7 separate regions of the Mus musculus genome follow, and regions 1, 2, 4, 5, 6 and 7 are each linked to region 3. A link is a contact called in public Hi-C, HiChIP or PLAC-seq, Micro-C and promoter capture Hi-C data. All regions are on one chromosome and are shown on one strand. Each heading gives the region's core, a stretch centred on a gene start, on an enhancer-like site or on the middle of the called end of the contact. The rest is flanking DNA. Distances are from core to core; before and after follow the strand shown. Region 1 holds the start of Brwd1 (bromodomain and WD repeat domain containing 1). Region 2 overlaps Erg (ETS transcription factor). Region 3 holds the start of Ets2 (E26 avian leukemia oncogene 2, 3' domain). Region 4 has its middle 90 kb from the start of Gm31641. Region 5 holds the start of Get1 (guided entry of tail-anchored proteins factor 1). Region 6 holds the start of Hmgn1 (high mobility group nucleosomal binding domain 1). Region 7 overlaps Erg (ETS transcription factor).

Evidence for each region. Promoter capture Hi-C pulls out the DNA fragments that hold promoters and counts their contacts. Hi-C and Micro-C count contacts between places; a contact is called where the count stands out from the background. HiChIP or PLAC-seq counts read pairs in DNA pulled down with a chosen protein or histone mark. Capture Hi-C pulls out chosen DNA fragments and counts their contacts.
Region 1: a contact with region 3 is called in a Micro-C map of embryonic stem cells, with 5 times the contacts expected there. The contact joins the promoter of Brwd1 here to the promoter of Ets2 in region 3. A contact is called at or near these places in 3 of 39 promoter capture datasets (cranial neural crest, maxillary cranial neural crest and pre-B cells), 10 of 484 Hi-C or Micro-C datasets (CD4 T cells, CD8 T cells, LSK cells and 4 more), 3 of 115 datasets of contacts at active chromatin or transcription factors (bone marrow-derived macrophages, extraembryonic endoderm stem cells and memory CD8 T cells) and 1 of 9 other capture datasets (adipose tissue).
Region 2: a Hi-C map of cortical neurons shows a contact between it and region 3, with 1.8 times the contacts expected there. The contact joins the enhancer-like site here to the promoter of Ets2 in region 3. A contact is called at or near these places in 2 of 39 promoter capture datasets (cranial neural crest and pre-B cells), 2 of 484 Hi-C or Micro-C datasets (both in cortical neurons) and 1 of 115 datasets of contacts at active chromatin or transcription factors (bone marrow-derived macrophages).
Region 4: a promoter capture Hi-C map of the C10 cell line shows a contact between it and region 3, with 4 times the contacts expected there. The contact joins the enhancer-like site here to the promoter of Ets2 in region 3. A contact is called at or near these places in 7 of 39 promoter capture datasets (the 3T3-L1 cell line, the C10 cell line, cranial neural crest and 4 more), 5 of 484 Hi-C or Micro-C datasets (cerebellum, cerebral cortex, cortical neurons and 1 more) and 8 of 115 datasets of contacts at active chromatin or transcription factors (the NIH/3T3 cell line, bone marrow-derived macrophages, craniofacial prominence and 5 more).
Region 5: a promoter capture Hi-C map of adipose tissue shows a contact between it and region 3. The contact joins the promoter of Get1 here to the promoter of Ets2 in region 3. A contact is called at or near these places in 1 of 39 promoter capture datasets (pre-B cells), 3 of 484 Hi-C or Micro-C datasets (CD4 T cells, CD8 T cells and embryonic stem cells), 2 of 115 datasets of contacts at active chromatin or transcription factors (extraembryonic endoderm stem cells and pancreatic cancer cells) and 1 of 9 other capture datasets (adipose tissue).
Region 6: an H3K27ac HiChIP or PLAC-seq map of microglia shows a contact between it and region 3, with 6 times the contacts expected there. The contact joins the promoter of Hmgn1 here to the promoter of Ets2 in region 3. A contact is called at or near these places in 1 of 39 promoter capture datasets (pre-B cells), 2 of 484 Hi-C or Micro-C datasets (both in embryonic stem cells), 4 of 115 datasets of contacts at active chromatin or transcription factors (bone marrow-derived macrophages, extraembryonic endoderm stem cells, microglia and 1 more) and 1 of 9 other capture datasets (liver).
Region 7: a Hi-C map of muscle stem cells shows a contact between it and region 3, with 2.0 times the contacts expected there. The contact joins the enhancer-like site here to the promoter of Ets2 in region 3. A contact is called at or near these places in 2 of 39 promoter capture datasets (cranial neural crest and second pharyngeal arch cranial neural crest), 6 of 484 Hi-C or Micro-C datasets (cerebellum, cerebral cortex, cortical neurons and 3 more) and 8 of 115 datasets of contacts at active chromatin or transcription factors (the NIH/3T3 cell line, bone marrow-derived macrophages, craniofacial prominence and 5 more).

The regions. Positions count from the first base shown.
Region 1 is chr16:96,080,995-96,083,694 of GRCm38.p6, reverse strand. Brwd1 (bromodomain and WD repeat domain containing 1) reads left to right here and starts at 1,267. Exons shown (of 42, transcript NM_145125.3): 1 at 1,267-1,441; 2 at 1,515-1,573; 3 at 1,688-1,717; 4 at 1,822-1,881. The coding sequence starts at 1,393.
Region 2 is chr16:95,397,847-95,400,546 of GRCm38.p6, reverse strand. All of the region lies in intron 3 of Erg (ETS transcription factor), which reads left to right. Among named protein-coding and RNA genes, the nearest start is that of Erg, 130 kb to the left of the region's middle. Within about 2 kb of position 1,351, at least 26 of the 459 cell types and tissues checked have an H3K27ac peak or open chromatin away from gene starts, as enhancers often do. A contact at or near this core is called in cortical neurons, where this site is marked.
Region 3 is chr16:95,701,137-95,703,836 of GRCm38.p6, reverse strand. Ets2 (E26 avian leukemia oncogene 2, 3' domain) reads right to left here and starts at 1,430. Exons shown (of 10, transcript NM_011809.3): 1 at 1,193-1,430.
Region 4 is chr16:95,348,514-95,351,213 of GRCm38.p6, reverse strand. No RefSeq gene overlaps it. Among named protein-coding and RNA genes, the nearest start is that of Gm31641, 90 kb to the right of the region's middle. Within about 2 kb of position 1,258, at least 32 of the 459 cell types and tissues checked have an H3K27ac peak or open chromatin away from gene starts, as enhancers often do.
Region 5 is chr16:96,144,080-96,146,779 of GRCm38.p6, reverse strand. It overlaps Get1 (guided entry of tail-anchored proteins factor 1), which reads right to left and starts at 1,380. Exons shown (of 5, transcript NM_207301.3): 1 at 1,202-1,380. The coding sequence starts at 1,303.
Region 6 is chr16:96,126,449-96,129,148 of GRCm38.p6, reverse strand. Hmgn1 (high mobility group nucleosomal binding domain 1) reads left to right here and starts at 1,424. Exons shown (of 6, transcript NM_008251.3): 1 at 1,424-1,559; 2 at 1,688-1,717; 3 at 1,809-1,838; 4 at 1,946-1,996. The coding sequence starts at 1,545.
Region 7 is chr16:95,366,072-95,368,771 of GRCm38.p6, reverse strand. It overlaps Erg (ETS transcription factor), which reads left to right. Exons shown (of 11, transcript NM_133659.3): 10 at 73-120. Among named protein-coding and RNA genes, the nearest start is that of Gm31641, 110 kb to the right of the region's middle. Within about 2 kb of position 1,366, at least 2 of the 459 cell types and tissues checked have an H3K27ac peak or open chromatin away from gene starts, as enhancers often do. A contact at or near this core is called in muscle stem cells, where this site is marked.

The DNA of each region.
Region 1 (2,700 bases), core at 18-2,517, 380 kb before region 3:
GGAAATGCGTATTAGTTCATAAAATCCTTGAGCTCTGGAAGGAGCCGCACTGTTGGCTACAATTTACAGATAAGGCCAATTGAGACAGAGGTTAAGTGATTTGCCTAGGATCATACACCTGATAGTTGGAGCCAGTCTAAGGTTCACTGCCCGGGCACGACTGGGACACCTCGTTCTGCCTCCGCACGCAGGCACTAGAATGACTAGCTGGTACAACGCCTTGGTCACAAGACAGGACTCCTACAAATGACCTTGCTCGGTCAGCCCTTCGCAGGGGCGCAGGGGTTAAGAAAAGAATGCGGAGCCACCCTAGCACTATGTCCTAAGCCTAAGGAAAAGAAACAGCCGAACCACCCTAGACTCTTTATAGACACAAACAATTCCCTTGCCGCACCCTAGCCCGCGACAGGAGCTCGCTTTCCCGTTGGAAGACGACTGTCTTTTGGTGTTTGGGAATAAAGAGCCGAGGTCGTTTGAGGTCAGGCCTCTTTTTCTGACTCTCTGCTGCCCGATAAATCTAACAATGGCCATGTTTAGTTCTGTTCTGCACTCTACGTCAGAGCTTGTCAGCGCACACTGGACGTGGTGAAACAGATCCGGTTGGGTCAGGAGCCTAGAGCGGTAATTAGGGGGATTTTTCTGTAACTCTTCCACCCCTCCAACAAAACGACTGACACTTGTGGCCGCAGCCCGTTTCCCACGGGCCCTCTGAGTTCCCGTCAAGTCATCGCGGACTCCCAGATTCCGTCACCCGTACCGGGCATCTTTAACCCATCGCGGGGCGCGGGACGCGGGGCGGCGGGAGGTCGGGAGGGCAGCGGGTAAGGTGGTGTCGCAGCCTCCGCTCTGGGTTCAGCCACCCTCCTGCAGAGCTCCTCCCCAGCCTCAGGGTCTTCAGGCCCAGCCCAGGTGACCGTCCTCCCAGGCTCCGCCCTGCCCTGCCCCGCCCCGCCCCCTCCACTCCAGCTCGCCGTACCGCCTCCGCCGCCGCACAAAGGCCGGCGGCCGCCTCACCGCGCGCAGGAATCCGGCCACGCGCGCCCCAGCCCCCCCACCCCCCGCCCCGCGGACGCAGCCCCGGCTGGCTCGCCGCCCCCTTTTGCGCTTCACGCCCCCGACGCACAGGACGCCGAGGCGAGGCCCGCCTCCCAGCCAAGGAGCCACATCCGCGTCGTGCCACGCCGCCGGCTCCCCGCGGGGGGACTACTTCGCTCCCCGCCCCTCGGTCCCGCGCGACTTCCTGCCGCGGACGCGTCGGTGCGCGGCGCGCACGGCATGGCGGCGGCGGCGCGCGCCTGAGGAGCTGGGGGTACGCCGGCCCGGTCAGGCCTCGGCGCGGCCTACGCGCTCCACTTGTTCGCTGGTCCGCTCGCTCCCGCCCGGCGCCCCGCCATGGCGGAGCCTTCGCCGGCCCGACGTCCGGTGCCTCTCATCGAGTCGGGTAAGACACGGCCGCGCGTCCCCTGCCCGGTGTCGCGCAGCCGCCGCTGACCGTCCCTGTCTTCTCCCCGCAGAGCTGTACTTTCTCATCGCCCGCTACCTCTCAGCTGGCCCGTGTCGCCGAGCGGCGCAGGTGAGTGCCGGCTGGGCGAGCGGGCGGGCGGGCGAGCGAGCGAACCGGGGGCGAACGAACCGGGGGTGAGCGGGGCAGCTGACGGGGTCTGACCGCGCGTCTTCTCTGCCGCAGGTGCTGGTGCAGGAGCTGGAGCAGTACCAGGTCGGTCCGCCGCCCCCGCGTCCCCGTCCCCGCCCCCGCGTCCCGGTCCCGCCCGGCCTCCCGGCCGCGGTGGTCACCCGGACGCCTTTCGTGTCTCATTCCAGCTGTTGCCGAAGAGGTTGGACTGGGAGGGCAACGAGCACAACAGGAGCTACGAGGAATTGGTGAGCAGCTCCCGCGTCCTCCGCGCGCCCGCGCCCCCCAGCCGGGTCTCTGCTCCCCTGCGGGCGCCGCGGGGCCGCGCCCGGGGGTGGTCTCTGGTGGTCCGGCGTCCCGGGGCGACGGGCCCGACCCCCGAGGGCTCGCGGTGGCGGGGTGGGGGGCGGGATTTGGCAGAAAATGGTTTTGGGGGCGGTGCCGGGCGCAGGCGGGGGCGCCCCTGGCTCGCGGCCGGGCTGGGGCTCCAGGTGCGGCCGCCAGCCACTGAGAGGGGCGCTCTCATCTCTCTCCCTTCCCGATTTGTAACTCGAGCTCTCATTGGTCTCTCCTTTCTCTGCCCCGCCCAGACTTTCAGACCTCTTGTTCCCCAGGAATAGAGAGAGAGTCCTTAGTCTCCCAAGGTGGAGAAATGGCCCCTTCCTGTACTGTACTCCCTTCCTCTGTAGGATCGCACAGAGTTCTCCGTGGTGAATATGTCAGTGCGGCACCCCTGCTTCCCCGACCCGTGCACTGTGTGTTGACTGCCTTTAGAAAGTTGGCTCACACTTGATCTTGCTGTATGTAGCGGTTCAGGCTTTAAGTTGACATCCGTCAGTCGGTGTATTTATTTTTTGAGACAGGGTGTCATTACGTACCACTGTCTTGCCTTGAACTCGGGTAGGCCAGGCTGGCCTTGAATTCATTTCCTGCTTCTGAGAGCTCGGACTAAGCTCTCAGAAGCAGTTGTGTGTGCCTGTCTTAACATTTCCGAGGAGTGGTAACTTGCGGATTACATTTATTTTCCTTTGCCTTATTTTCCCTACTTGCTTAGAGGTTCTTGTGTA
Region 2 (2,700 bases), core at 102-2,601, 300 kb after region 3:
TTCCACATTATGTACACACATGTACATAATATCACACAAATAGAAATACAGAAACACAACACATAAACCACACACACTGCATATACATACACAGAAATACACACATACACACACACAGAGGAATATACACAGACATCCATACTACATAAACAGGGAGACACAGGAAGACACACAAACATACATACGACATACATAAACACACAGAGACACATGTACAACATACATAACACACAGAGGCATATACACATACTCAAGGAATACATACACACGCATACATACCATACATAACACACACAGAGACATACACATGTATACAGGGAATACACACAAACACACAGACACATGCACACTATAAATAATACATATACATACACAAGAATAAACACAGACACACTCATGCGCAGACACACTCACACAGACACACACATTCACACGCACAGACACACACAGATATACATACCTACCTACCTACATACATACATATATACAGACACACAATGCAGACATACACACAGACACATAGATGCACACAGACACACACAGAAATACACACAGATACATACAGAGAGATGCACACATAGATGCACACATGTATGCATGCACATATGCAAACACATGCAAACACGCAGACATACACACAGACACACACAAATGTATAGACACACATGCACATGCACACACACAGACATACAGAGATACACACAAATGTACAGTCATGTGTGTACACACAAAGACATATACACATACAGACACACACAAATACACACATGTGTACACACATACATACACACATATGTACATACACACAAATATACATACCCAAAAATGGACATACACATATGTGTACGCATGCGCGCACTTATACACACACACACACACACACACACAGAACCCCAGAATGATTTCAGTGATTACTTTCTTTCGGAAAAATGTATTTCAAACAAAGCTAAAGAAACTCAAAATGGAGATGCTGTGTGTGAACTTCGTTGTGGAACTTTAGAAGTTGCATTCTGTAGAATATTCTAGTCCCCAGTGAGAATCCCTCCACAGAGTTTGGATTTCCCTCTAGTTTCCAAGACCCAAATGGGCACAGTCTTGCTGATAACCATTTTCAGCTATAAATAGAGGCATGTATTTAAATAATTAAACTCATCGGGAAATGTCAAGTCCCTTTTGGGAGACAAAGAATGAACTGTTGTTGAGTTAGCGATTAATTAATTTTGCCTTCAGCTGCTTGAGAAAGGGCTAGGAATAGGGTTGTTCAGAAGAGGCAGAGATCCCAGGTGTAAGAGAATATTTAGCCAGAGTAAAAATAACACGCAGCTGAGAAGACAGACATGTATAGTTCAGGCTGAGCCCGGAGTCGCACATGAATCACGCCGAGCCCCACCCGCTGCTCCGCCGTGGGCTCTGAAGCAGCTTTTCCACTGCATCTGATTCAGAAATAAAACAGGCCCACAAATTACACCAGAGCTGGCCAGACAATCCACTCCTTGTCTGAAGCCCTAAAAATACCTTTTGTGGGGACTTGCTTTCATTCACACTGTGAAACCTGGGTAGGGTGGTTTGGTTGATTAACAGCACTAGGCAGGGGCTTTGGGGGAGGTTAGACTGGATTACACTACAGTGAGATCGGACCTGAGACTCATCCCAGTTACACTCCAGTGGGACCCAGGCCTGAGACTCATCCCAGTTACACTCCACTGGGATCCGGTCCTGAGATGCATCCTCACTCAGCCTGTCCTGTTTGGAGTAGGGGTGAGAGTGGTGGGCCAGTCATGACAGTGACCCTTGTTACCTCTTAGGAAAAATCTGAAAATCGAGCTTTTCTGTACCTCCATGAAACTTTATTAAAGTGTGTGGGTTCTGAAGATTGAACCTGGGTCCTTGCAAGCACTTTACCAACTGAACCATCTCCTCAGCCCATCAGCACCATGTTCTTCCTATGGTATCATAACCTAACAGTTGCAGATGGCGTTTAGAGACTGTGACATCTAATAGCTAGTTATAAGCAGGAAGTTGTGTGATGGAAAACAGAAGAGCTACTGAGGTGCAGTGAAGAACCAGGTGTCAGCAACACAAGCATACGTATGTACACACACATGAATACACATGTGCACACATGTATATATGCATATACACACATACATGCACACCCATACATATATGCATACACATACACACGCACACATACATACATATGTACACATGTACATATGTTACACATGTACACATACACATGTACATACATGTACAGGTGTATAAACATGTACACACACACATATATATATATATTCATGTGTACACATATGCACATGCACACATAACAATACACATGTACATATATATACCTATATGCATGCATATACACGTATATACCTGTTCATGCTGCTGTGTTAATTTTTTACAGTGTTTGTCAGTTTTTGCATTTACTTTATATGTTTCATCTAAGGGAATCATCACCAAAGCATCAAGGTGATATTCAGTCCTTTTTAGAAATGGTTACTCAGTCAAAGTCAACCACGGATGGTCACCACTGGTTTTCTAGTTCTCAGACGAGGGCTTCCTAACTTTCCACAGTTGTAAGGGAAGCATCCTGGGGTTCACCTGGAGAGATTTATCAGAAATTGATACAGTCAGTCATTCACCAGTTTCAAAGACACTGAGAAAATACAATTCTAGAGACGGAGAACTGGAAGT
Region 3 (2,700 bases), core at 181-2,680:
GGGACAAGTCAAGACTCTAGATAAATCAATTTCAAGTTTAGACTTTTTGGTACTGGTGATGGGCTAAAAAAAAAAAAAAAAATAGTAACAAGAAATGGGAGAAAATGGCAGAAATGTAGTAACTGGGAATAGTTAGGTTTTTAAACAAGAATTTCATGGATAACTGTATCCTTAGTGGAACAGGTAATCACTTATATAAGAGAGCATGAGTTTGTATTTAGATAAATTTAGGTTAAAAAAATAAAATAAAAGGACAAAACCCTTTGAAGGTTGGTTTGCCTTTTGCTTAGCAATCAGTTTAGAGAAATGAATGACTAATTCCATATATGAGAGTTTGGCTATTTCCCTGTGGGATGCACGGTGTTCACATTAACTGCACTGCGAGATTACTCAGATTTTAATAAAAGCTTAACACTGAGATGTATCTCCGGATTGGCGGTGGTGTAGGCAGGCAGATACCGACAGGAGCTTCCACAGCGGGAGCAAGTCTCTCAACTGGCGAATTAAATGACTCCTCTCTCCAACCAGGACTGCTCACCGCTTTACTTTCTAAATAAGTAGCGAGTCAACTACTATTTTAGGCTCCCCTGAAATTGAGTGCAGGCTAGTACAAGTCTTATGAGATTAAATAGTAAATTAGAAAAAAAAAAAAGTCAAATACGCAAACGCTTCAGGTTACCCCTTCATTCATATGCTTTAAGGAGAAAATAAAAGCAGAGCAGCCACCAGCACCCCTACTTGGACCGTATCCCGTACTGGCTTCCCAGGGCCCAGGGGAGCCCAGACCTGGCCAAGCAGGTGACACGTTCCCGGGAGCCGCAACTTCCCAGGTGTTCCATGATCCGGACACCCCCACATCCTTCCAGGCCTAGCGCCTCCCCAACTCAAGTCACCCCGAACCTGGGGCTACCTCGGCCACCTCTCCAGGTGCCTCAAGCCCTCTCGAGAAACGCAGTCGCGCACCCCGGGCAGGAACCGCACGGGGCGACCACTGGCTTCCCCAAAACAAAAGCGGTCTGCCCGCGCCCTGCCCGATGCCTGGGTCCCCCTCCGAGGCCACTGGGTGCCTAGGAACCAGCCGGAGCGGCTCTGGGGCGCGCGATGGCCCGGCGGGATCAGGGGCCGCCCGCACTACACCCCACCCCGGGCGGAGTCTCTGCTGAGGACCATCGCGCACAGGGGCCGCTCTTACCGCGCCGCAGCAGGCAGGGCCAGCCGGAGGGCGGCGGGGAGAGGAGATCGCGGCGGTCCCGGCGCGCAAGGCCGGGCGAGACGAGGCCGTAGGGCCGATCCGGGCGCGCGGGGCCGGGGAAGGTGGCGGGGACTGACGGGCCTCAGTGGTGTCCACTCTGTGCTCAACGCCGCGGTGAAGGAAGTAACCAGCCCGATCTCCTAGCCGCGCGCTCTTCTGGAGCTGGGGGAGGGCCGGAGGGAACCGGGGGAGGGGACAGCAGGGGTGACGGAGAGAGCGCGGAGGAGGAGCGAGCGCGAGGCCGGCGTGGGAGGAGAGCGCGCTCTGGCAGCGGCGGATCCACGCTGCTCCCGGGCCCTTCTCTGCGACCCTGCAGCTCGCTGTCGCCTGCCTGCTGGCCCCTGCTCCTGGAGCCCGGTTCGGGCGTTATGCCCAGGAGGTCCAGCTAGAAAGGCAGGGCCGTATCCGCCCGCGTTAGGCTGTCTGCAGGTCCGAGCTGGGGGCCCTGTTGGCACTTGGGTTGGGTGGTTAGGCTTCTGCGGTGGAGCCTGCCCTGTGCTTGGAGCTACGTGTGGGTCCTGATTTCTGGTCCTTCGTCGTGAAAGACTCATACGTGGGGTTAGGGAGTCGCAAAGTGGGCGGGTGGCGGAGTCGCGAGTGGAAGAGCAGAACGTGGCGCAGCCGCTTGCCTCTGGAGAGGCCCCTCCTACTGCCTCGGTGCGGATGGCGCCCCCTAGGGCTGAGCCGAGTCTCAGCGCCGACTTGGCCGAGCACTTAGGCGCCATCTATTATTAGTCTTAGTAAATCCTTCAAGGCTACTACTGTGTTCTACTTAACATGGTCTACGAGGTCAACTACATGTCAAGTCCAGCGTGACTCTCCCAAACTCATGGTCAAAACACAAGCCAAAGAGTGGTTTCCTTTTTGGTCAGAAGGCGTTGAGTCCATGGTTGGAAACCTGTGGGATTCATCCGTAGGCACAGGTGTACGTTGAATATTATTTCGTTCCTTCTCAAGTTTAGGTTGTTACCAGAGATGGCATATGAAATTGCAAATGGCAAGCTCAGGCAAGGCCACGGGACTGACGATTGGTACATTACAAGGACAGCCTTGCCGGGAAGGGAGTGGAAGACCCCAGCTTCTCTGGTACCGCAGGGTTCCTGGTTTCCATGGCAACTCCCCATCTGAAATTATTGCCAATCAAGATACTATTACACCTGATACTTCTCTCCAGTGTATCACCTTTGCAGGAGTCAAGGCCTAATCCACTAAGCTAAAACAGCTAGGTCCAGAGGGAATTGATATTTCCTCATGGCTTCTCAGTGTGTATTCAGGTCCAGACCAGAGAACCCAGGTCAAGGAGGAACTCCATAAATAGAAGAAAGAGTCCCTGTCCCGTTACCATGGAGACACGGAACAGCATATGCTAACTTAAAAAAAAAAAAAACATAGCAGAAGGTACTGACTTGTCTGAAGGAGTGTGTCCGTTGGCCCTATCTCCCTGCAAG
Region 4 (2,700 bases), core at 9-2,508, 350 kb after region 3:
AATGTATCCAAGGAGCTAAAGGGAACTGCAACCCTATAGGTGCAACAACATTATGAACTAACCAGTACCCCGGAGCTCTTGACTCTAGCTGCATATGTATCAAAAGATGGCCTAGTCGGCCATCAGTGGAAAGAGATGCCCATTGGACATGCAAACTTTATATGCCCCAGTACAGGGGAATGCCAGGGCCAAAAAGTGGGAGCGGGTTGGTAGGGGCATGGGGGGGAGGGTATGGGGAACTTTTGGGATAGCATTGGAAATGTAATTGAGGAAAATACCTAATAAAAATATTTTTAAAAAAAGTCAGGATTTACATGAGTCGTCTTCCTGTGTTTTAAATGTGCTATGCAAAAGGGATTAGTCAACATCTCTGCAAAGAAGCAAGCCCTGAGCAGCACTGGCCAATGGCACGGTGGGGGGGGGGGGGCACAGCACTCTGTGGACTTCTGAATGGGAGGCTGCACTTGCTCTTAGGAGCAGGCCTGGAGCTCACTCTCAGCCATGGGTTTCTGTGTTCCTAAGGGGTTTTGCTTCCTTTGCCACATGCCCTCTGCTGGTCATTGCTGGCCATTGCTGGTCATGGCTGGTCATGGCTGGTGAGGGGTTAAGAATCTAGCTTCTTTCCCGTGGGTCCCTGTGGGTGGGGGGGGGAAATATATATATATTACCTTTAAGAGATGAAACTTAAAGGTCTGGAGAGGGTCAGAGAGGAGGAGAAATGCACAACGCTGTTTTCTCTCATGTGCAGAATCTACATCTAAAACTGCATTAAATGAGCCTGAGAAGAAAGCAGAAGACAGACTGTTTGAAGGGAGGAGGGAACCACTGAGGAGGGAGGACCATGAGGGAGGAAGGTCGGGATGGATGTGAGCAATGTGTAAGGACACACGTGAGCAAAGTAGTGTCATGCATGTGAGCAAAGTACAGTGTCACACACATAAGCAAAGCACAGTGACAAAGCGCAGTGACACACATGTGAGCAAAGTGCAGTGACACACATGTGAGCAAAGTGCAGTGACACACACATATGAGCAAAGCGCAGTGACACACATGTATGAAAACAGTTTAAAAACCTTGTGTTTTGTTTGGTAATTCTAAAGAGAAAGAAAGCAGGATCATGGAGGCCCAGCTCTGCAGCAGTTGCACACTTGGTGCTGAGTTGCACACTTTGTACTGGGAGCTTGGGTCCCTCTGTGCCCCCATGACATCCAAGGCTGGACTGAACACAGATGCCTGGGCCTCCACGATGTCTTCATCCTCTTTCCTCACCTCTCGCCTCCGTTTCCTCCCTGTGGGCGTCAGTCCTGGGCTCATTTGATGTAACAGCAGGGTCGTTGTTGAAACCAAATGTGCACAGCATTTCCCAACCTCCCTGGTGGACATTTGAGGCCCAGTGCTCTTTGTTGGGAAGGGATACAGGCCTGTCTGATGCTCAGACACTCCTGGTATCTACCTCATCTGTGCAGTACACACTCCTCGTGCTCCGCCGTGTGTCTCTATGCATGGTTCACTCTGCACAAAAGCATTCTCCTCCCAAGATGAGGGGACTTCTGGTAAGCAGAGCAACAACTTCATGGCTGTTTCAGAAGCAAACACTTGAGTAACTGGGGGAGTCCTGTGCCCTGTTCCCTGTGGTTGGAGATAAAGTGCCACTTGAAAACAAGTTCCTGGGGCTGGAGATCAAAAGCACTCTCTTGCCCTGGCACCCGGAGAGTAACCCTCGGAGCAGATGGGGGATCTGATCTTGGGTCTTGGTGGCCATGTTACGTGGACTCTGTGGCTATGGTGGCAGTCAGACCTTGTAAAGAGCCCTATCCCAGGCCCTTGTTGTTTTCATACACAGGGACTGTCACAGGTTCACTTGGAGGCAGTTCTGTTGTCCCTTCCCACCAGGGAGCTGCCAGGGACTTTTGATTCTGGAAACTTCCTATCACACTGAGTATAAACTCACTCTGTTACAAGGCCTCTGTGGCCCCGGGGTTCCCTGTCTCCACAGTCCTCCATGTTCCAGTCCTTCCTTCCATTCCTCACACCCAAGGTCTGCGACATCTTAGGGTCTTTACCCAGCCATCCATCTTTGCTGCATGGGTGCTCTTCCTGCAGGTGAGAGCAGGTGTGTACAACCTGGAGGCCCCAGGAAGGCTTCCCTGACCTCACCTCATTAACCTTGCTAGCTGGAGGGACGCCCGTGGCCAGATCTGTTTCCTTCATTGCTTGTGTTTGCATTCATTCACACTCTTATGGCTATCGTGACTTAATTGAGCAGGAGACTTCTGGCACTCAGTGAACATCCGTTGAATCCTGACGTTGTTCCTTGAGCAGGCCGTGGAAATCCAGGGCTGGATGGTGGGCATCGGTGCTTCCTGCTCTCAGTGTCTGTCTTCAGTCTTTCCCCACCCCTCAGCTCCATTTCCTCTCTGTGAACTTCCATCTTGGGCGGGGCTTATTTTGTAATGTCAAGATTGTTACCCAAACTCTCAGTTTGAGTGGCTTTTCTCAACCTCGCTTGATTAACACGCTCAGCTGAAAGTCACTCTTTCACTGGGGTGGGGAAGGCCTGTTCTGCCCATCTTGAGGGTGTCCAGCTGCACCTTTCGTTCCCATCTGACCCCCTGCCACCGGGGACTCCCCAATATCAACCAAAAAAAGTCTGCAAACATTCCCAGATAGGGAAAAAATGACCCATACTTGGCTAATATC
Region 5 (2,700 bases), core at 131-2,630, 440 kb before region 3:
CCAGCTCACGAAACTCAGAGCAAAAATCTTGCCCACTGGTTTATTACAGAACATGTTTTCCAAGGCTATAGATACAGGTTAGAGAGATGTGTTGGGGGTTAAGCACACTTGTGGCTCTTTCAGAGGATCCAGGTTCAGTTCCCAGCATGCATGTGGCTGCTCACACCATCTATAAGTCAGTTCCAGAGAATGTGACTGCCTCTTCTGGCCTCCTCAGGCAACCTCGTTCACATGGTGCATATACATACACTCAGAACACACACACACACACACACACATAAAATCTTTAATGGCTACAGATTAAGAGGGTGGAGAGATAGCTCAGTGGTCAAGAGCACACTCACATAGTGGCTCACATGGAGTCCTTGACTCCAGTGTCAGGGAATCAATGCCCCTTCTGGACTCAAAAGCACTGCATACGTGTGATGCACTTACATACATGCAAGCGAAACTCTCACATAACAAATAGTTTTTTTTAAATGGTTTAAAGGCTACAGATAGCAGGACAGATGAAGAGAACTTTGCAGACAGGTCATTGAGTGTGGGGACATCCATCCCCAGTTAGTAGTCCCCAATCCCTCTTCCAGTACACAGAAAAGTCCTTCTAAACCTTTCTGCATCCAGTCCTTTGGAGAACTGTGTGCAGACTTCATTATACAGGCATGAGTAAAATATGGAAAGTATGTTGGGGCTGGAGATGGCTCAGTGGATAAGAGCACTGGATACTACTATAGAGGGCCTGGGTTCTGTTCCCAGGACCCACGTGGCAGATAACTAATGTCTGTAACTCCAATTCCAGAGCATCCAGCGCTCTCTTCTGGACTCTGCTGGCAATGAAAGCACACAGTGCACAGATACACACGCAGGAAAAACACCCCCCATACATAAACAGAAACCTGAATGTGCAAGAACGGTATGGCCTGTTTAGATTGCTCTGTAGTGTTCCTTGTTCCCACGGACAGAACAGAAGGGGGCTCCCTGTAGCCGGGGATCAGCCGCTCCGGAGCCAGGCACCTGTGAGGATGCTGGGCCGGGGCTGCTCCTCTGTCGCGAAGCGTGGCTTGGGACCTCCCACCCTCCAGAGCTGGTTGCAACCTCGCGATCTGTGAGAAGCTCGGAGGCACCTGGAGGAAGAGAGCTTGCAGCATGGACCGCGCAAGGCCCCGCGCTCGGCCGCTCCCCGCCCCCGGCAGCTACTTACAAACGAGGACAGGGACGGCAGGAGGATGCGCAGCAAGTTACACCCGAACACGAAGCTCAACACCAGCAGCCACGCCCAGCGGTCCGTCTCGGACGCGCTCATGCTGGATCCCAGGCACCTGCACCGCTACGACAGCGCCATGGTGACCGCGCCTCCGCGCTCGCCTACGCCTGCGCACTGCAGCCCTGCTCCGCTACGGCAGCGCCTGGGAGCAGCGTCGTCAACTGCGCCTGCGCACTGCAGTCCTGTTCCGCTATGGCAGCACCAGGGAGACGGCGTCGTCAACTGCGCCTGCGCCGGCGCGCCACGGCTAGGGCTACACGTCGGGCCGCGGTGCACGCACGCTACACCTCCTCTAGGGGGCAGCATGGGATGTTACTTAGCAGCCATTTTCGCCTTTCGCCTTCCCGGCTTCCGTAGCCGGGTGATAGCCCACTTCGGGAGGCTAAACAGGTTTTGGCAAACTGTGATTGCTTGTAGTAACCGAAAACTATTTACGTTCTTACTGAGTTAACTAACGCACTTTTATTCTTTTTTATGTATATGAATTTTTTTTAAAGATTTATTTATTTATTGTAAGTACACTGTAGCTGTCCTCAGACACTCCAGAAGAGGGAGTCAGATCTCATTACTGATGGTTGTGAGCCACCATGTGGTTGCTGGGATTTGAACTCCTGACCTTCGGAAGAGCAGTCGGGTGCTCTTACCCACTGAGCCATCTCACCAGCCCTCTCACTTTTATTCTTAAATAAATTTATTTTAGGATAAGCCTCTGCATGAATAGAAAGTTACTTTATCATAGATGGTAACTGAAACTGTTTCCTAAACCGTTGTCGCATGTAAAATGGTTCGACTACATTTTAAAACTAAGCACTAATAAACACGAACAATGTAGAAAATCGTCACCCTAAAAGATAAGTTTATTCATCAAAAGACATCACATAGTGACTGGTAGAGACTTGCCAAGCATGTGGGAAGTCTTAGGTACCAGCCATGCTCAGCACGCACAAAGAAAAAGTTTACAGTGAGCTTTTAATAAAATTATCTAAATTTAGGCAATGATGAGTATTCATAACAAAAGAACCGCGGCTCACTTGTATATGGGGAATAAAGTGGAAGATAGTTGGCTGTCTTTTCTGCCACGTTAGTCAGAGAACGGGTTACTTCTAGAAACACTGCCTGTGTTTCTACCAGCAGCGGTGGGATGAATTATCTCAACGAAAGGGCACGCTGACTAGGAGACTGCCACTCCATAACCTTCCCTTCCAACTGGACTGTAGACAGACTGCCAGGTGCTCTCTCTCCACGCTGAGGTTTTAGATAGATTAAGGAAGAGCAGCCTCGTGAGAAATTATGGCAGTGTGTCTAAGTCTCCCTCCCCACAAACCCACCTTGACACATACACACACACACACACACACACACACACACACACACACACACACCTGCTTGCTCTTCAATCCCAAATCTCTGCTTTTTAGAATGAAAAGGAAATTATC
Region 6 (2,700 bases), core at 175-2,674, 430 kb before region 3:
CTTTAACTGCTTGCTTCTGCAAACCTCCCCTGCAGCTACAGAGGGAGACAACAGGATATAACTTTTGCTTCTAAAAGCCCCTTGGTCTAAATGCTCCAGGCTACACTTAAACCCTGAATACCTGAGAATAGCCGCTGGAATAGACTTTGTCATTTGAGACATTTTCTCTATGTGGCCCTGGCTATCCTGGGAAAGAAAGACTTCCAATTGGCTATAAACTGTGTCTGAGTGGTCATCTCTGGTGGGCTTCCCGGAAGGGCAAACTTTATTTTTAAGAGGGTAAAATCAGGAGATTAAAACACCAAAGGACAGGAAGTGCATTTGGTTTTAACTCCAGTGGTGTCAATGTCTTTCCCCCACTAGTTGGGGTAGGACCTCACAGTCTTAATTCAGTCTGGCATGCATGAAAAGATGGGACCACAGATGAAGGGAACGGGGTCGCGGCTCAAACGACAAAGAGTCACTGCTGCAAGCCATCTAATCCCAGGAACACAGCAGTGGGCCTTTGGGGAAACAAGGGTTTACTGGGTAGGGGGATTAAAACGTTTGTGTAAAAATCTTAAACGGTGCAAGAGATAAAGATTCGAATTCCCTGTCCTAAATACAAGTTTTATGGTAGGCAAAGACATATATGATAATTCTTACAATTGAGCAGCAGTAATACGGCTGCGGGTGGGACTCTTGTACCCAGCCCGCTATCTGCATTCTTGAGGTATACTCAATATTAACTGCCTTCCATAAACAAAAGGTGCAATCTGGAAGTCGGAGCTAGACCCGACGCCGCTGCGCGAAGGACTGGGTCTGTAAAGGGCCGATGTGATTCCTGCACACAGTTGAACACAGGACGGAGGGGTCCATGCAGTGGGGAGGGCAAGAGCCCGAGACAGCTGCAAGACCTAAAACAGACATAGTTACCTAAAAATAGGCTAGTAAAGGCGCGTAGGACAGCCTGAGTCTGCGCGACCGGCCCGCGCGCGCCTGCGCACTGCTGGCTGCGCCTGTGCCCTCCCGGGCGAATGGCAAATCACGCCTAGGCACTGCTGAACCCGAGGGGTCCGCGGGTGGACTCCGCGGGCGGGCGCCTGGGGTCCGGAGCATTGTGGGAAAGCGATGCTGAGGCCACGTGACACGCCCCCACTTATCAGCGCGCAGGCCGCACTTTTGCTGTCGGCTTCAAACAAACTACCTAGCGGGGTCGGGCGACTCCGGCCCGCCCCTCGGCCGGGGTCGCGCCCGCAGGGGTGGGGGGCCAGGGGGCGGGGCGATGCGGCGGAGTGACAGCTCGCCGTGCCTATTCGGGAGCAAGGGCTGGGGCGCTGGCGCGCGCGGTGGGCCTAGACAGCCAATGGAGGCTGGGGGCGGCCCGGCTGGCGGGGAGGCGCGGGGGGAGAGGGGGCGGGCTCCAATCCGGTTCCATCCGGTTCTCCCACCGCCCCCGCGACGGGTCGCAGCAGTTCGTGTGGTGGTGGCGGCGGCGGCTTGGCAGTGCGGCTCCTCGGTGACAGATCCGACGACGCACGCGTCTCCCACCCCGCGCCGCCACGATGCCCAAGAGGAAGGTGAGTGCGGCGGGGCCGCGGCGCCCGCAGGGTTCGGGTCTGAGGGGCTCTGGAATCTTCGCGGGGTGCGGGCGGCTGGGCGTGACGTCACGCGGCCGCATTGTTCTCCGCTGTGCTTTCTCCTGCAGGTTAGCGCGGATGGAGCCGCCAAGGCGGAGGTGAGTGCGGGCCTCGGGTGGGCCGGGCGGATCGGGGCGGGCGGTGGGGTGCCGCTCACATGCGCTGCTCACCCCGTCTTTCTCTCCGCAGCCCAAGCGCCGCTCCGCGAGGCTGTCGGCCGTAAGTACCGCGCTCGGTCCGGGCCGGGACGGGAGCGAGCGGGCCGGGCCCAGCTCGCCCGCTCAGCGCCTCACACCCCCTTCTTTTATTAATTTATCTCTTGCCAGAAGCCCGCCCCTGCCAAGGTGGACGCGAAGCCGAAAAAGGCCGCGGGAAAGGTAGGTTTCGAAAAGGTGTCCAGGCAGGCCGCTTAGTTGAGGTTGTTCTAAGTGTTGGGGAGGTTTCTGGAAGGTGGGTGGGGGCGGCATGTAGTCCGTTCGCTCATCCGCAGCGACATGGCCTTTGCAGACGACCTGAGTTCAGTTCCCAGCACCCACAGGACAGCTCAGAAACATCCGTCCCTCCAGTTCCCAGAGGATCCGTGCCCTTTTCTGATTCCCAGCAGCAGGTACACGGTGCACATACGTACATGCAAAACACAAAAACTCAAGAGCCTGTATGAGCCGAAGATGACTCACTGGTTAAGAATGCACAATGCTCTTACAGAGGGACCTGAGTCTCTTGAGTGACAGCTCCAAGGGATAAGAGGATCTGATAACCTCTTCTGGCTTCTGCAGACACAGCCCGAGCATGCACAGACGCATAAGTATGCACGTTGTTTAAAAGTAAAGTTTCCCCGCCCAGGACGTTTTATGGAGCAGAGTAAAAATGGAGGAACTGTTTTCCCCATAGTTAGTTGGCGTTTTACCTTAAATGTTTGTGTGTATTTTGCCTGTGTGTGTGGGTAGGTGCATTTTGGAGGCCAAAAGAGGACTTAGAGTTAATAGTTTGGAGCTGCCAAGTGAGTGCTGGGAATTGAACCTGGATCCTCTGGGAGAGCAGCTGAGTACTTAACTTAGCCAGGGAACCGTCTATCTCTCAA
Region 7 (2,700 bases), core at 117-2,616, 340 kb after region 3:
GGGGTTAAGAGCATTTTTACCTCTGTGCACATAGTTCTGTCTGGCAACCTGACTCATCTTTTTCTACCCTAGATCCTTACCAGATCCTGGGACCGACCAGTAGCCGCCTTGCTAATCCAGGTGAGTTTTGTGGTCTGCTGCTCGACAGTTACTTTTGAATCTGGGACAGTTTCAGAAACTTGTACTGGTGAGAAACCTCTCCAACTGAGAAACTTGGCTTTCAGCTCTCATCTCACCAGACTGTTTTATTTGCCTTCATAGAAAGAATGGATCAGGTTATAGGTTAAGATTTGAGTTTAACCTAATTGAATTTATAGTGTTTCTCTAGGGTCGGTGCAACAAAGTAACAGCCTGCGCTTGGCTTAGTAACTTAGTAACTCTGTGTATTGGCTAGCTCTGGAGGCTGGAAATCTGAGGCCAGCAGGAGGAGGCTTCTGAGTTGTGGGAAAGGATCTGCTCACGCCTTTCTCCCTGGCTTCTGGATGGGCAAAAGCCGGTGCTTCCTTTATTGTCTTTACTCTTTGTGCTGCTATGTCCAGACGTGTGTGTGTCTCTGTGTCTGTGTGTGTTTGCTCATGTAACCCACAGTCCATCTACAATACCACACTATGTATCCCTTTTGTTTATAAAGACAGGCTCTCTAGTGCCTGGAATTCTGTAGTCTGAGCCACCTGTCCAGTGAGCCCGGGGGACCCACTTGTCTCTGCCTCATGACATGCTGGTGCTTGGCTTTTTAAAATCTAGGTTTTGAAGATCAGATTCAGACATCTCAGACTTTTCCAGTCAACTGGAATATGGGCCTCTTTGATGGAACTAGTCTGTTTTGGTCACCTCTGAAATACTTGTCTCTAAAACAAGGATTCCTAGGAGCTACTGGAGATTCAGCTTTCAATGTATGAATTTTAGGGGACAGGACCCAACCTACTACCAAGGAGATTCAATAACTGGTGTTTTAAAGAGATAATCTAATGACCATCAGAGTCCAGTTGTGGTCTCCAGGAGGATGTCTCTGAGTCAGATGCAGGGAGAAAACAGGCTCTTCGTACATACCTGACCGAGACTCTTCACCTGTCCTCACAAGGCGGTGGGTGCCAGCTAGCTTGCTCTGTGTGTTAGTTTTCAGATCAGAACCAGCTGTGCTACACTGGCAGGAATCCCAGGGTGCCGTGGCATCTGCTTCATATTCTCAGCTGTAAATTTGATGCCAAGATGTCACGGCCACGCCGTAAGAACAGGCTGGAATTTCTGTCTCACAAACCCCAAGCCAAACAGGGCTTGGAAGACAGAAAACTTCAGATGCTCTCATCGTGTGCGTCCCCACGAGAGAATCCACACTCGGAGAATGTGAAATACCGTCATTGTTGAGCAACCGAGCCTGCCATGAAATTGTGATTATTGCTGATTAATTCAGTAAACATGTTCTGAGCAGCCCGGTAAATGAGGAGGCTGTTTTCCTACATCGCTTTAGCCCAGTGCACATGCTGGGTACCAGCACCTTGTTGGCTTGTCAGTTCATCCCTGGGGTGACATGATACAGTTCACCCAGGCACTTGTCACCTAGTGGAGAGAAGGGCACAGCACACACAATACTCCACAGCCCGTGGAATCACTCAGTGGCCAGGACTTCCAAGCAGCCCCGCTGGTGCTTCTCTCAGTCGCCCATTGGTAACTGAGGTTGCTGTTCTGATGCCCATTGTGGCTCTGAGGCTCTGGAGACCGTCCCATGCACAGAGTGCTCACTGTGTGCTTTTAAGGACCAAGTTTGAATCCCCAACACTGCATCAAAGATAAGTAGAATGAATGTGTGTTTCAAGTCCTCCTGGTGCAGGAAGGGATGCAGAGATGGGAGAATCCCCAGGAGCTCACTAGGACAGCTTGGCATAAGTAGCTGTGAGGAACAGATGCCTCAGACAAAGTGCAAGGCAAGATGGACGCCCGATATCATTTCTCTCATTTCCACAGGTGTGTCTGCACATGTGCACATGTGAGTGCACGCACATGCACACACATGAAGATTTTGCATGGCTGCTTTTGCGTGGTGATAACTAGGCTTTGGAAAAGCTGGTCTGGCAGTAACATTCAGGTTCAATTATAAAGACGCACTTGAAGGCTCCAGGCTCTGGGAAGACCAGCCTAGGCTGTGAAATAGCAAGGTGGAAGCCTCCACTCCATGCAGCACCACTCAGAGAGCATGTTTATGCCTGAGGTTCCGCCAGGTTTTGCATGGCCCAGAACATTGTTATTTCCGTCCTCTAGAAGAGGAGTCAGGGGCCCTGAGGGGTCAAGGAGCTTTCCCTGGGTCACACTCCAACAGAAAGGAGCCTCAGTCTGGGACCTGTGTTCTCAGAAGTCTGACTTTGTTTCTTTTTTCTACACTTCTGGAAGATGAGCTTGACCAGGAGGAGGGAAGCTTTGAGAAACATGAGCCGTGGGTACTTTTACTTAGTTGTACAGCTGTTGAGGCTGGAGGGATGAGCCTGAGGAAGAGGAGGGGGAAAGAGGACAAGGCTTAAGAGCAAGAAGAGGTAGAGAAAGAAGGAAGAAAATCAGCAAGCTGCTTTAGGCAAACTAGAACTCACTGAGAGAATGAAAGGGGCTGGCTCTACATTTCATGGATCGATGAGCAATTCACTAATTGTAGGCTTTTTGTTCACTGGAACCTCATTTCATAAAACAAGCACTCAAAGCCATAAATGGCCA